Linked DNA regions of Ovis aries: region 2 is linked to region 1. Evidence: chromatin contacts called from public Hi-C data. All regions are on one chromosome and are shown on one strand. The core of a region is the stretch at or near the end of the contact, and the rest is flanking DNA. Distances in the headings are between cores, read along the strand shown.

The links. Hi-C and Micro-C count contacts between places; a contact is called where the count stands out from the background.
Region 2: a Hi-C map of liver shows a contact between it and region 1, with 5 times the contacts expected there. The contact joins two enhancer-like sites. A contact is called at or near these places in 7 of 16 Hi-C or Micro-C datasets (hypothalamus, liver, muscle and 3 more).

What each region holds. Positions count from the first base shown.
Region 1 is chr1:273,891,448-273,894,518 of ARS-UI_Ramb_v3.0, reverse strand. The region is part of intron 1 of ANKRD28 (ankyrin repeat domain 28); the gene reads left to right. Among named protein-coding and RNA genes, the nearest start is that of ANKRD28, 57 kb to the left of the region's middle. Within about 2 kb of position 1,693, at least 8 of the 54 cell types and tissues checked have an H3K27ac peak or open chromatin away from gene starts, as enhancers often do.
Region 2 is chr1:274,268,979-274,272,105 of ARS-UI_Ramb_v3.0, reverse strand. No RefSeq gene overlaps it. Among named protein-coding and RNA genes, the nearest start is that of DPH3, 25 kb to the left of the region's middle. Within about 2 kb of position 1,620, at least 24 of the 54 cell types and tissues checked have an H3K27ac peak or open chromatin away from gene starts, as enhancers often do.

The sequences.
Region 1 (3,071 bases), core at 444-2,943:
AAGAGTTGGACACAACTGAGCGACTTGTCACTTTCATGCACTAGAGAAGGAAATGGCAACCACTCCAGTGTTCTTGCCAGGAAAATCCCAGGGACAGGGGAGCCTGGTGGCCTGCCGTCTATGGAGTCTCACAGAGTCGGACACGACTGAAGTGACTTAGCAGTGGCAGCAGCAGTATTAGATAGAGGTCTAAGGTTTTGCTGTTGTTGTTTTGGCAAATGAATTATCTGGTTATTCAAGACCATTTGTTGGAAACACTGTTTTTTTTTTCTGTTGAACTGCATTTTTCACCTTTGTCAAAAATCAGTTGACCATGTATGTATGGATATATTTCTGGATTTGTCCATTCCATTCCATTAGATCTATATGACTGCAATTTCTTTCTTCTTAAAAATAGTTTTGGCTCTCCTAGATCCATTGTCTTTACATATAAATTTTTTACTCTGCTTATTCATTTCTACAAATACTACTGGGACTTTGGTTGGGATTGGATTATATTATAGATTACATAAGGAAAAACTGACACCTTAATAATAATGAGTCTTCCGGTACACAGATGTAGTATCTTCACTTATTTGGTTTCCTCTATCCCTTGTGGCTTAGCTGCTAAAGAATCCGCCTGCAATGCAGGAGACCTGGGTTTGATCCCTGGGTTGGCAAGATCCCCTGGAGAAGGGCAAGGCTACCCACTCCAGTATTCTGTCCTGGAGAATCCCATGGACTGTATAGTCCATGAGGTCCAAAGAGTCAGATATGACTGAGCGACTTTCACTTTCATCAGTATTTTATAGTTTTAGCATTCAGATTTTGTACAAATCTTGTTAAATTATACCATAGTACTTTAAGTTTGAGGTGGTGTTATAAATGGTACTGCTTAAAGTTTATTTTAAATTTCTAGTTCATTGGTAGTATGCAGAAATATAATTGTATTCTATGACTTTACTACACTTAATCCTTAGTTCTGGAAACTTTTTTAATATGTTCATGGATTTTCTATGTAGACAGTCAAGTTTGTCTGCTAATACAGACAGTTTTATTCCTTTCTTTCCGATCTGTTTGCCTTTTATTTCTTCTTATAGTCCTGTCATAGTGGCTAGGAGTTCTTTTTGATAAATCGAATAGGAGTGGTGAGGGCAGGCATCCCTGAACTTGCTTCCCCTCTCAGAGATAAATCAGTCAGTAGTTCCCTAGTACTTTTATATTTCTATAAATGGATACAGTTCAGTATAATGATCACTTAGCAACGGAGTCCTATTTTATTTTTCGGTTGGTTTCCACTTTTCCTGATAGCTTTCATTGACTAGTATCTCGTGATTCCTAATGCATTATATGTATGTACGTCTCTCTCTCTCACACACACACACACTCACAGAGAAGTTTGAACTATCAAAATACTTGCTGCACTGCTGGGTAGTTTACTTCTTACTTATCTCTTGCCCTTACTAGAAGATGAACATTTTGAGGGGCTTAAGAAATGGTGCCTCCCCTCAAGGAACTTAAGTTGTGAATAATTGGTTAGCCCATATGAAATTGCCAATATTTGTTTTTAACCTGTAAAATCTTGCATCTGCTTGGGACAAAAACAGAAAGAAAAGAAAAGGAATTTCTATTCTGCTGACAAGATTCAGTTATCAGTATGAGAAATAAACGTCCATACACAGCAAATTGCTCATGGCTGTGGTATGCAGAGCCAAAGAGCTGGGAAGACTCATATGAGTGGAGTGCAGCCCCGCCCTAGAGGAGCTGCTGTGCTGTGAGGGAGGGGGAGTGAAACTGTGGTTCCTGGGTCCTTATGAGGCCTCTGTGTGAGTCCACTCATGATTCCAGCATCAGGCTTCTGTGTCTTGGATCATAAGACACTTCGGCAGTGATTTCTCCAAATCAGTTAATGCAAAATGTGATATACTCTGCTGTGTGAGAATTTTATGTGAAAAGATGCTCTCCATACATTTTTCAGTTTGTTATAACTTAATTATTCCAGTCACTTAGCATCTTGTGAGTTGAGTCCATAGAGTAGTGAATTAAGAGCGCTGCAGAAGCTTTTAATTTTAATTAGATCCCACTTGTTTATTTTTGCTTTTATTTCCAGAATTCTGGGAGGTGGATCATAGAGGATCCTGCTGTGATTTATGTCTGAGAGTGTTTTGCCTATATTCTCCTCTAGGAGTTTTATAGTTTCTGATCTTACATTTAGATCTTTAATCCATTTTGAGTTTATTTCTGTGTGCGGTGTTAGGAAGTGATCTAGTTTCATTCTTTTACAAGTGGTTGACCAGGTTTCCCAGCACCACTTGTTAAAGAGATTGTCTTTACTCCATTGTATATTCTTGCCTCCTTTGTCAAAGATAAGGTGTCCATATGTGTGTGGATTTATCTCTGGGCTTTCTATTTTGTTCCATTGATCTATATGTCTGTCTTTGTGCCAGTACCATACTGTCTTGATGACTGTGGCTTTGTAGAAGAGCCCGAAGTCAGGCAAGTTGATTCCTCCAGTTCCATTCTTCTTTCTCAAGATTGCTTTGGCAATTCGAGGTTTTTGTATTTCCATACAAATCTTGAAATTATTTGTTCTAGTTCTGGGCATACACACCGAGGAAACCAGAATTGAAAGAGACACATGTACCCCAATGTTCATCGCAGCACTGTTTATAATAGCCAGGACATGGAAACAACCTAGATGTCCATCAGCAGATGAATGGATAAGAAAGCTGTGGTACATATACACAATGGAGTATTACTCAGCCGTTAAAAAGAATTCATTTGAATCAGTTCTGATGAGATGGATGAAACTGGAGCCGATTATACAGAGTGAAGTAAGCCAGAAAGAAAAACACCAATACAGTATACTAACACATATATATGGAATTTAGGAAGATGGCAATGACGACCCTGTATGCAAGACAGGGAAAGAGACACAGATGTGTATAATGGACTTTTGGACTCAGAGGGAGAGGGAGAGGGTGGGATGATTTGGGATGACAGTCTAACATGTATACTACCATGTAAGAATTGAATCGCCAGTCTATGTCTGACGCAGGATGCAGCATGCTTGGGGCTGGTGCATGGGGATG
Region 2 (3,127 bases), core at 371-2,870, 380 kb before region 1:
TTGCAAAGAGTTGGACATGACTGAGTGACTTCGCTTTCTTTACTTTCTATAATTAATGATGTTGAAAATCTTTTCATATGCCTATTAGCCATCTGCATGTCTTATTTGGAGAAAAGTCTATTTAGGTCCTCTGCCTATTTTTTGAGTGGGTTGTTTATTTTTATATTACACCACATGAGCTGTTTGTATATTTTGGAAACATCCCTTGTCGGTCACATCATTTGCAAACATTTTCTCCCAAGCTGTGGGTTGTTTTTTGGTTTTGTTTATACTTTCCTTTGCTGTGTAAAAACTTTTGAGTTTAATTAGGTCTCATCTGTTTATTTTTGTTTTTATTTCCATTATTCTGGGAGGTGGAATGAAGATACGGCTGCAACTCTGGTTTCCTCTGGTAGTTTTAGTGTCCAGGCTTACATTTGGGGCTCTAATCCATCTTGAGTTCATTTTTGTGTATGGTGTTGAAGAGTGTTCTAATTTCCTTTTTTTACATGTGGCTGTCCAGTTTTCCCAGCACCATCTATTGAAGAGACTGTCTTTCCTTCGGTGGATAGTCTTATCTCCTTTGTTGTAAATTAATTCGCCATAGGTGTGTGGGTTTATTTCTGGGCTTTCTGTCCTACTCCATTGATCTGTATGTCTGTTTTTGTGCCTGGGCCATACTCCTTTGATGACTACAGCTATGTACAATAGTTTGCAATCAGGGAATCTGATTCTTCCAGCTCCATTTTTCTTTCTCAAAATTGCTTTCTCTGTTTGGGATCTTTTGTGTCTTCATACAAATCTTAAGACTTTTTCATTCTGGTTCTGTGAAAAATGCTGTTGGTAGTTTGATTGCATAGAATCTGTAGATTGCTTTGGGTATTTTTGACAATATTCATTCTTCCGATCCAAAACACGGTGTATCTTTCCATCTGTTTGTGTCCTCTTCCATTTCTTTCATCAGTGTCCTATAGTTTTTAGTTTTTTGAGGAAGGGGTTGCACCAACCTACATTCCTGCTGACAGTGTAGGAGGGTTCCCTAGAAAAGGGCATGCTTGGTAAAGGGAACAGCGTAGCAAAAGCAGGTACAAAAGAAAGAGCATTGCATTAGGGACTATGTGTTGGAGACAGTGGGGTGAGGGGCAGCCAGCGAGTCCAGAGGCTAAAGCCCAGGCTAGGAAGGAGGTTGTAGGCACGCTATGTTGGGGGTCCATGGTATTACTCTGAAAATAATGGGGGAGCCATAGAGGGGATTCCATCAAGGGAAGCATTTTAGCGAGATCACTTGAACTGTAGGAAAGATTGAAGATGCTTGAATGAATGAATCTGAGGTTCAAGGGAGGAGTCGAGGCTGGAGAAACACCTGGGAATTATTACATCACACATAGGTATTGAAGGGTCACTGGATGCTGGGCCTGTTGCTGTGGCAATTTTGGAAAAAGTAATTATTTACAAATGTAAGTCTATTTTGTGTCCCACTTGGCAAGTGTACTTAAGAAGTCTGTTCATTTACTTTCCTGGAATTGTTTTTGAAATAGCTCTGCCTTCCCAGAAACCAGAGAGTACATATCCAAACCCATCTGAATCTGCGCTGACTTAATAGGCAGTGAAGATGATGTTTTGCAATTTTCTGATTCATGGATGGCTCATCAAGGCCATGCAAGCTTAGCTTCCCCAAAACACAGACGAGGACCTAGCCGTGTCCTTGGTACATGACAGAGATTCAAGAAATACTTGGTTTCTTTTTAATTTAGAAAGTGACCTGAAGTGTCTAGAATTCACTCTGGAAAGAGCAATGTAATCTGGGACGCGAACAGCGAACATCATTCAGAAGCTCAAGCCCAGCCTTTGAAACTCGTCAGAGCACAGAAAGGTTTTCACTTTGCCAGCTCAGTCCTCGTGGGTGTCAGCAGATGCCGCACCTTCTGGTTAATCACTGGGCAAAGAAGACGAGGATTAGGACCAAAGGGCTAGAGGATTTTGTCTTAAGCACTTGCCTTATGAGAAAGCCTTGAGGAAATCCAGAGGCCCCTTGACAACTGCCTTGTAATGAGTTCTGCCGCTCATGAGGAGCAGATGAGTTAGGAGGCTGAAACTGTTGTTTTAAATAAAATCCCCCAAACCAATTCCTATATCACACACAAAACAGGAGGAAAGTCATTGTAAATCCCAAGGGACCTTCCCTCCTCACATTCAGAAGCTGTACTTACTTGCTGTTTGTGTTTCGTTTAGAAAGCAGATGGAAACCTGCCTCTCAGAGACGGGAGTAAAGGGAAAGAGTTTTACGGGCCGGTGCTCAGGGCCACAGTGTTTTCCAGAAGGTGTGTGAGAAAAGAGATCAAACACCTTCACCTCTCAGCTTGTCTGAGCAGCCCCCGGGGGTGGAGGGGCGGGACCTGCATGGCAAGCACCCCACACTGGCAGGTGGGGGCAGAGCTGGTTGGACAACACCCAGGAGTTGTGAGCACAGCATGCTGTAGGTCTTGGACTCAGGGTCCTGCGGTTTTCCTTTCATAATGATAAAGGGCAGGCGCAGAGCCCAGTCTTGCCTGAGAGAGGCGCTGGCTCAGCGGCAGACACAGGCCCTGCCCCAGTCAACCTCCCATCTTCTGGCCAGCAGAGCCCCAGGGAGTTCCGAGCGGCAGGGTGCCCAGCCCTCTCCTCTTTGTGAGGGACTTTCTATGACTGTAGGTTTCCCTGGTGGCTCAGAGATTAAAGCGTCTGCCTGGAATGCAGGAGACCCAGATTCAGTCCCTGGGTCAGGAAGATCCCCTGGAGAAGGAAATGGCAACCCACTCCAGTACTCTTGCCTGGAGAATTCCATGGAGGGAGGAGCCTGGTAGGCTACAGTCCATGGGGTCGCAAAGAGTTGGACACGACTTCACTTTCGCTTTCACTTCCGTGACTGTGACTCAGCTCTGGCCAGTGAGGCAGAGCGAATTCTACTGATAGGGAGTGGGGGGCAGGTGAGGGGAAGAGCTCTCTCAACACAAAGATGTTGGAGGAGAGCATCCTTCGGCAACCTCTCTTCCTTCCTACCTGGGATGCTGGGGCTAGGACATCATGGTAGGTGTTGGGATGGACGTCCTGTAACCATGAAGGGATGGATGCCAGAATCCAAAGCCAACAGGAATGGCAAGCGGAAGGC